2 separate regions of the Sus scrofa genome follow, and region 1 is linked to region 2. The links are chromatin contacts, called in public HiChIP or PLAC-seq maps. All regions are on one chromosome and are shown on one strand. Each heading gives the region's core, a stretch centred on a gene start, on an enhancer-like site or on the middle of the called end of the contact. The rest is flanking DNA. Distances are from core to core; before and after follow the strand shown.

Region 1 (4,627 bases), core at 361-2,860, 210 kb before region 2:
GGGTCCTTGGGACAGTTCAGGGAGAGAGGGGAGCCTGTGGGCACCACCAAAGTGGCTGAGGCAAGCCCAGCAGAAATAAGGAAGGGCAGGGGTGGGGGTGGAAGGGGAAGCTGTCTGGGGCCCAGGGGGCCAGGACAGGTGTGTGTGTGTGTGTGTGTGTGTGTGTGTGTGTGTGTGTGTGTGTGTGGTGTGCGTGTGCGCGCGCGCGCGCGCAGGGTGCTGCCCTGCCCAAGAGTGGGCTGCCGGTTAACCCTAGGGGGCCCATCCAGGCCACGCCTGGCCTCTTACTGTAGTCATGTATGGTGGCCCGCACAAAGCTGCCGTTGACCTGGGCCAAGGTCTCGTTGGGCAAGTGCTCTACTCGGAAGGTCTGGAGGGCCCAGGTGTCCCTGGAGAGCAGTGTGTTCGTGTACCGGCGCAGGAGCTCCCCAGATGCTGGCACCACATCTGCATCGAAGACACGCAGCGTGGCCACCACAGTGCCCTGCAGAGATGAGGGAGTGCCAGTTAGAGTCCCTAAAGCCAGAGACCATGGAGGGAGGGAGCAGGTGCCCCACAGGTGGACCAAGTGTGCAGTCAGAGCTGGCTCTAGGGACAGACTCACTTGGGTTCACCCTTCCTGGGCCACTGCACCTCACCTGTGCAGAAGATGTGCTAGGCATCTACAGATCTTCCGGAAGAATGGATTAGAGCAGATGCCCTGGTGCTCCACTCAAGATCTCATCCAGGTCCCCAGAGAACACAGCGGGCACCCCCACTCTCCCCTGAGGACACCAGGCACCACAGGGTGGGCGAGTTAGCTCAGAGTCACACAGTGATAGTATCAGAGCTGGGGTACAAGCCCAGGTGTCCAAGCATCTTCTGTACACCAGGCTGGAGGAGATCATGAGGAAGGTTCTGAGCAAAGTCAAAGGCATCTCTGCTCTCACTGCTAACCAAGGCTCCCCAATGTCACCACAAGGCGGTCCTGCCAGGTTTGTGAGACATTTCCTTAAAATGGGTTTGCCTACCACCCACCTGCCAAACCTGCCCTGAGGTGCGGAGAGAAGCAGGCAATGACGACATAGGTCCCCATTCTCCCCTCACTCCACCGGCCTGCCGGCTGCAGGATGGGCCGAGGCCCAGTAGGTGGCAGTCATGCTCCACCTCAGTGAACCAGAGAAGGGCTGGGCCGGGCTGGGCCAGGCAGGGAGATCGCGGTGGGATCCACCATTCAGGCTTTCTTCACTGCCTGGGAACCACCTCCTGACCCCAAAAGTCAAACCCTTGAGCGGCTGACAACCCGGGGAAGGCGGTGCCCTCCTGGCAAATGTCCCCTTCCCCTCCTCCGGGCAGCGCGCCCCGCCCGCGCAGGGGCACATGTGCGCCCCTCAGATGTGAGTCCGGCACAGGCTGGGAACCCAGCCGCCCTACCCTGCAACCCCCTCCCCCCAAGCAGGGTCAGCTGGGTGCTGGCGGGCCTAGTCTCCTTTTTTCTCCTCAGCTATCCCAGAGGGCAACAGAAAATCCCACAGACTGAAAGACAAACGAATGACAAGTAACTACATGGCTGGTCAGCCACATGTCTGGCTAGGAGTCAATGGCGGAGGGAGGAACTTAGACACGAAGAGAGAGAACCGACACCGGACAAGCACCCGGGGGCGGGGAACAGGCACCTCCTTCCGCTTGAACTCCACCACTGCGCTGGCAGTGTCGATGCCCCCGAGGAAGGTGGGCGCACAGTCGTCCTCGTCGTACACCGTCACGGGGAAGGGCACCATCACCTCCTCCTCGCGTGCGCCCACACGCACAGTGCACGCGGCCACCAGCTCATACTTCTCCCGCTGCTCACGGTCCAGGGCCCAGCGCGTGCTCACCTCCAGGCTGTCGGCGGCGCAGCGGAAGGGCTGACTCTCACCTGAGCACCAAACACACCAGAAACCCCGGGAATGACTCCCGGGTTGGGGAAAGGCTGAGCTGCCTCCCCCTGGTGCCTACTGGGAGAGGCGCACGGGAATGGGCTCTGCGAACAGAGCTGGGCGGCAGCAGCCCCCTGTTGTTTATGGTTGCACTACCCCCTCCACCGCCCTGACGCTCCTCCTCAGCTCCACCGTGGGGCATAGCGCTCCAAGCACAATTAGCAGTGAATTGTGCCCTAAGCTTCCACGGTGGTTGCAGCGTCACTGGTGCTCATGGAGAAGGGTGGGGACCAGGAAGCCTGCATCAGGTCCTCATCCTGACTACCCTGGGAGGGCTGGGCACACCCCTCTACCCACCTTGCCTCTGCTATGGGAAGGGCTGGCACCAGCTCAGCTGGACTGCAGGCCCAGATTGTCAGCTCCCACCATTTGCTGGTTTTTGAAAAAAAGTTAGGAATTTTTTTTTCTTTTTTTTTAATTATGGAAGCAATGTGTGCTCATTTTAGATAATGGGAAGAATAAAGCCACAATTTCACCACTGGAAGACAAACACAGTGGACATTCAGGGTCTGTTTACATTGCCATACAAGTATTTCTGACTGCCTGGTTTGAATTGCTACCCTATCCACACTCTGACTGCGTGGCCTGAGTTTGGTCGTTCTGTCTCTCTGTGCCTCAGCACCCCACAGCCAACCATGCGGGGGAGGGGGGGGGTCACAACAGAGCCATACATTACATGTGAATTACACATGTGGGAAATGCTTATCATATAATGCTTCCCTCTATTGTTTATGGTTACACTCCCCCCACGCCCTGCCGGCCCTGCCGCTCAACAAAATCAAAATTTAATCATGGGCTGTTTTAGCAAAAAGGGGCAGCATGCTAAACCATATGCTTTGCTGGCAATCTTGTACAAAGACACCACTCCCTGTGCAGGGCAAATGGAAGGATGCTGGGGGAGTGTGAGTGACCCTTTACTTACTTTATTGAGATTTTCTTTAACATTATTACCGTGTGTGTGCCCTCAGCCTGGTGTGAATCCAGGTTCTACTTACTAGTGGTCCAGCTACTGAGTGTCCCTTTTCAGTCCCAGTTCCTTGCCTTTAAGTGGTTTAACGCTCACCTCCATTGGAATCCAACCCCTTCTCCCCCATGCCAGCTCCTGGCCTCCCCAGGGCCATCGTGTGGCAGGGCCATCAGGTGGCAAGGGTAGGTGTCCTTGCAGCTGCCCAGGCAGAATCCTGGAACCATGTTTGGTTCCCTCTTTCTTCCAGCACCTCACATCCAACTCACCAGGAAAACCTGCTGGATCTTCCTTTGAAACACACTCAGAATCTGCATGCCTCTTGTTTGCCCCAAGGCTTCCACCCTCACCCCAGTCCTCATCCTCTCATTCAAGGATTTCTCCTGCCTCTTGATTGTTTCCTGGCTTCCCCCCTCAACCCACTGTGAACCATCTCTCTCTCTCTCTCTTTTTTTTTAGGGCCAAACCTGTGCATATGGAAATTCCCAGGCTAGGGGTCAAACCGGAGCTACCGCTGCTGGCCTACACCACAGCCATAGCAACTCAAGCTCTGAGCCTCGTCTGCAACCTACACCACAGTTCACAGCAACACCAGATCCCCTAACCCACTGAGCAAAGCCAGGGGTCAAGTCTGCATCCTCATGGATACTAGTTGGGTTCAGACTCGTTTCCTCTGTGCCACAACAGGAACTCAGCTGAACCATTTCTAATACAGCAGCCAGACTAATCTTTTAAAGTTAAATCAGGTCCTATCAAGGACCCCCTCAGACGTCTTCCATGATTCCCCATTCCTTCAAGGGGAAGCCCAGCCTCCTTCCCAGGAACTTCTCTGCCCTCAGCAGCTTCCACATAGCCATCATTCAGTCCTCCAGCTACACAGGGGGTCTCACCTCCATGCTCTCAAAGCAGTTCACCCTGCTTGCCTGGTACCCTCGGTCTCTGCTCCAGTGCCCCTTTCTCAGCCACCTGATCTGAGATGGGGTCCCCCCTGCTCCATGCCCTCCCCCTGGTCCCTTCAGAGGCCACCCAAGTTCCCTAGTATGAGTGTTCCCAGGAATCAAAGCTCTAGGCAGGCAGGATTTTGGCCTGATTTGTTCCCCTAGAACAGTGCCTACCCATGGCGGGCACACACTAGAGCCTCATGGACTTCTGAATGAATGGATGATGTGGTGGTGGAGACTAGAATGGATGGCTCGTATGGCAAGACCACAGTCTGTGGCACTGAGGGACAGCTCCACGTGGCCGGCACTCACCTCCCAGGAGGCTGTAGGCTACACTGACGTTGGGGCAGAGGAACTGTACAGGCAGCAGGCGGAATTGGTGGAAGGTTCCAGGAGGCCTATTCTCCCGAATGCGGAAGGACAGGCTTGCCTCGGGAAGCAGAGATCCCGGGGTTTGAGGGCTCCACAAGCCGGGAAGGAAGCATTGATGAAGGAGAAGTACACTCGGGCACAGCCTGGCCACTGGCACTCGCTCTCTCGAAGGGACGCAGGTGACAGGAAAACTTGGAGGTAAACGGTGAGCAGGGGGAAGCCGCCGTCTGCAGAGAGAGAAGTGAGAAGTCAAGTGTGGTGTGGCGTCAGCCACACCTGCCAGGTGGGGGGCGGTGGCGGGGGTGGGGCAGGAGCTCAGGGCTGGTGGAAAGTTCAGTCCTCTCCATGGTCCAGAGGGCTCTGCTGGTGCACTGCTGCCCTGGCCACCTCAG
Region 2 (4,574 bases), core at 1,108-3,607:
TTTTTCAAAAAAAGAGTAAGCACCACATACTAGACAATAGGTACTCTGTCCTGAAGTATACAGTGTGTGTGTGTGTGTGTGTGTGTGTGTATTTTGGTGTTCTTGTCTTTTTAGGGCTGTACCTACGGCATGTGCAGGTTCCCAGGCTAGAGGTCAACTCAGAGCTATAGCCACTGGCCTACACCACAGCTCACGCAATGCCAGATCCTTAACCCACAGAGCGAGGCCAGGAATCGAACCCATGTCATCATGGATGCTAGTTGGGTTCACTAACCGTTGAGCCATGATGGGAACTCCAAAGTATATTTTAAGAGAAATTCATGGCAATATGATCCAAATTTTATTAACTGCTTTACAGAAAAACTAATTCGTGGAAAACTTCCATTTCTAGCAGAATGGAAGACTGAAACCCTGAACTACCCTCTTATTACAAAACAATTAAATCTTCTGCATTAACAAATCTTTTCAAATGCATTGTTAAGCTGTGAATGAAATAATGGAAGTTCTCAGAGGCCAAAATCTGAATGAAAATGATATTTGAGACAGGAACAGAGAACTTAAAAAAGACTAGGAGTTCCTGCTGTGGCACAGTGAGTTAAGGATCTGGTGTTGCTGCAGCTGTGGTGAGGAACTCTGTCACTCAGTCACTCAGAGTTGGTCTCTGGCCCAGGAAATCTCCACATGTCACAGATGGGCCCGAAAAAAAGGAGAAAAAAATACTAGGAGTGCCTGGCGGTTCAGCAGGTTAAGGATCACAGCAGTGGTGTCACTGCTGTGGTTCTGGTTACTGCAATGGGGCGGATACAATCCCTGGCCCAGGAACTTGTACATGCTGCAGATGCAGCCAAAAAAAAACCCCCCACCGATGAGGCCAACTACTGGAAACGATGTGGAACAGCTAGAAAACTAATAAGCTGTTGGAGCCTAACCTGGTATGAGCTCTGAATACTACAACCATCACACACTGCTGTTGAACACATGTACCCTGGCAATCCCACCCACAAGGATCTACATAACAGAAGTGTGTGCACATGTATGCCAAACAAGTTGCATATAACTGTTCAGGGCAGCTCTCATGATAGCCTAAACCTGGAAATACTGTCCCTTGATGGATAAACTGACACTGTCATACAATGAAATTCTACTCAACAATAACAAAAAATAAATGTCTGCTATATACTAGAACATGAATGAATCTCATAATACTGAAGGAAAGAAATCAGGCAAAATACTATATATTTTATAAAACTCAAAAAAAGGTGGAAGGAATTTACACGTCAGGAACTAAGATGATGGCTGGTTTGAAATGGAGGTGGGATAGTGAGTGACTGACTGGGAGAGGTCACAAGAGGGCTTCTTTTGTGCTAGTAATTCTCTTGCTTGATCCAGGTGATGGCAACTTTTATGTACTAAAATTCATTGAGTTGTATATACTTTTGATTTGTGTGTGAATTTCTGTATGTTAACATTTCAATAAAAAGCTTATTAAAACTTTCAAGAAAACACATACTTCCACATTGTTTCAATAAGAATTAGCACATTAATGTTTTTAAAAGTAATATGTGTATATGGTACAAAAAAAATAGTCTGAGGTGAAGACCACCACTTTTCCTGTGTTCCTTCCAAAATAGTCTACGAATATACGACATGTTTATTCAAATTTAATGTTAGACTTTCTACTTGAAAATTCAAACCATGAGAATATTACAGCATATCTTCTGGATGACACTATCTATAGAGCACATGTGTGACTATACCTTATACAGAGAATCTTTGTTGGGTTTTAGTTTGATGCCATGGACAAGCCGGAGTTGACCAGTTGTCCGCATTCCTGACCAGGTGTCTTTCTCACCAACTGGTTTCAACAAAGATGTTACAGGGTTATAGAAGGCTGGAACGGAGACAGGATACCAAGTTCTCATGAAGACAATATCTGGAAAGAGAAGAAATTTACATTAACACTTTCTTCCCTCCCACCCCTTTTAAGGCCACATCTGCAGCATATGGAAGTTCCCAGGCTAGGGGTTGAATTGGAGCTGTAGCTGCCGGCCTATGCCACAGCCCTAGCAACTCGGGTGCAGTTTTCGGCAACGCCGTATCCTTAACCCACTGAGCAAGGCCAGGCGTCAAACCCACATCCCTATGGATACTAATTGGGTTCTTAACCCACTCAGCCACAATGGGAGCTCCATATTAACATTTTCAAAAGATTCATATTCATCTCAGTAAATAAGAGAACAAAATACTGACCCCAAACTTCTCCAGCTAGATGCAAAGTATTTGAAGAGAGACTTTGCCCAGTGAACTACTCTTTCATTGGGTGTGTCAATCATATCCACACCCATAAAACTTTCACTGGGTGAATCACATGGCTCTAGACACAGCATGACTTGGCATAATACCCAAGATGCTCCAACTAGGGAGAGCTATAGCTGACTCCTGTTTCTAAAGACTTAAAACTGCCACCTGTACTTCATACTGGCTAGAAGCCAATAGTGAATGGTAACACAACGTTAAAAACACACCACAAAGGATATTTACCACTCATCAGCAATTTATCCTCAAAGGTGGCCCGGAAAGCTCCTTCTGGAGCCCTGAGTGCCTTCTTGATCTGTCCCCTTATTCCACTGACAGTTCGAATCACAGCACCTTCAAATTTGGCCACTTCCAAGGCAGAATTAAACATTCCCTATAAGTATATATATAAAAGAAAACAAATATACATACAAAGTTAGATATTTTACCTCTCAGTTCATAAATATATCCTTGGTTAAAAAACAAAAAAAATAATTCATTGGAATTACTAGGTCAAAAGGAATACAATTCTATTTTCCCTCAAATAAAATATTAATCAAGATTCTATTGTAGGCACTAACATGCTCATCACTACCTTTGTAGAAAAGAAGATCAAAAAGATATTTATTGGACTGAAGTGGCCCCGATGGCCTTTGCCATCATCTCACAAAGCTGGACTACAGCTCTTATCCTATTACTTAGGTGTACACACTCAGAAAATAAAGAGAGCTGGATAAATGCTGATGGTAGTATTCCCTTATAAGAACATTTCGTGATCGATCATCTTAACTCTGTGTTTTTAATGGAAACATCCCCTGCTAAAGAAATTTTCAGTAGGTGTTGCCCAAACTACCCTTCTATGATATACTGCATTAACAGAGTGTCCATTTCTCTGTACCCTTGCCAACAAGTACTTCTGCAAATTGCTTTGTCTATTTTTCTAATGATCTGTTTGAAAATGCTATGATTTTCCCCTCTCTTAATACAAACCGAAAAGGTAGGAAACAAAACCCAGTGAATAGGATTACATATTTTCAATATTAGCTCTGCAACAGCCTCATATGGGAGTAAAAAGTAATAGCCTCAATCACCAAATATCTCTATTTTACTTCACCTAAAGATTTCTGAACATATTAAGTAACACAGAGACTAATATATAGAAGTAAACTAAAAATATCAAAGACTAAGATTATGAAAGATTTCAAGCACTTTTCAGACTTATCTCTTAGACCTATATTAGAATTCATTACTCCTTTAACAACATATTAAATACGTGAATACACAGATATACAGACCTTAATGAATGAAGTGTTCTTGAAAATTTTATATGGAAAGCCAGTTAGCTTTAATTTCTTCACAATTTTTATAGATTTATCCAGATCAAGGACAACTCCTGTGGCAGCTATCCGGAAATCAGGCTAAAAAGGAATCCCCAAAATCTGATACAGGAATACTATCAGCAGGAGAAAAACTTATTTCTCTCTAATGCAATAAATTACCAAAGTGCATTTCACTTACAATCACATAAGAAAAATGAGAATATCTGAACATGCAAAACAGTATTTTAACAAAATCTATTTGATAGTATAATACTGTAATACTATTATACTATACTACTGTCTGAGGGTGATTTCATAGTAACACAGTTTCACAATGATGCATGAATGAAAAGGAATATGAAAATCTGGTTACAATGTTTGAGAAATTAAATTTTAGACATTCAGGGTGGATTCCAATTGCTCATTATTCAGTTTTCTGTTAAATGGAGCCAATAAAACCTGCTCTGATTGGTCAAATGAAGACTGTGTGAACATACTTTGCTAAACCAGCATTACTGGTGGTAGTCTTATGTCTAGTAGTACCTGATGTATATACCACAACTTAGCAGAGTGCTAAGCTCATAGTGAGCACTGCTAAAATATTTTTAGCATGTCCATAAAAACATAAAAATACAGAAATGTCATCAGTACCATTAAAATTCTTTTACTTCCTTCTTCTCCACTCCCATACTTTACTTAAAAAGACGTACGAATATTGAAAGCAAAGAGAAGTTTACTACAAATACTAAAAATGAGTAATTTTCAACTTAAAGTTTCAGGTACATATTCCATATTCAAGACATATTTCTGAAACTCAGTCTATAAAATAAAACATCCAAGATAGTTACCATTATGCCACTGACAGACTGTATTGCCAAGAACCCAGTACCCTGTGGAGTGATAGGACCTTAAAGAAAAAAAAAAAAAAAAAAAAGAAAGAAATACATTGAACCATACATT

The links. HiChIP or PLAC-seq counts read pairs in DNA pulled down with a chosen protein or histone mark.
Region 1: an H3K27ac HiChIP or PLAC-seq map of alveolar macrophages shows a contact between it and region 2. The contact joins two enhancer-like sites. A contact is called at or near these places in 2 of 5 promoter capture datasets (fetal skeletal muscle and liver), 31 of 47 Hi-C or Micro-C datasets (adipose tissue, alveolar macrophages, blood and 17 more) and 2 of 2 datasets of contacts at active chromatin or transcription factors (alveolar macrophages and skeletal muscle).

The regions. Positions count from the first base shown.
Region 1 is chr14:61,333,109-61,337,735 of Sscrofa11.1, reverse strand. It overlaps RET (proto-oncogene tyrosine-protein kinase receptor Ret), which reads right to left. Exons shown (of 22, transcript XM_021072832.1): 3 at 4,289-4,462; 4 at 4,176-4,286; 5 at 1,656-1,897; 6 at 289-484. Among named protein-coding and RNA genes, the nearest start is that of RET, 30 kb to the right of the region's middle. Within about 2 kb of position 1,610, at least 11 of the 83 cell types and tissues checked have an H3K27ac peak or open chromatin away from gene starts, as enhancers often do. A contact at or near this core is called in alveolar macrophages, where this site is marked.
Region 2 is chr14:61,119,419-61,123,992 of Sscrofa11.1, reverse strand. BMS1 (ribosome biogenesis protein BMS1 homolog) reads right to left here. Exons shown (of 24, transcript XM_005670994.3): 19 at 4,463-4,521; 20 at 3,591-3,713; 21 at 2,542-2,689; 22 at 1,758-1,933. Among named protein-coding and RNA genes, the nearest start is that of BMS1, 66 kb to the right of the region's middle. Within about 2 kb of position 2,357, at least 4 of the 83 cell types and tissues checked have an H3K27ac peak or open chromatin away from gene starts, as enhancers often do. A contact at or near this core is called in alveolar macrophages, where this site is marked.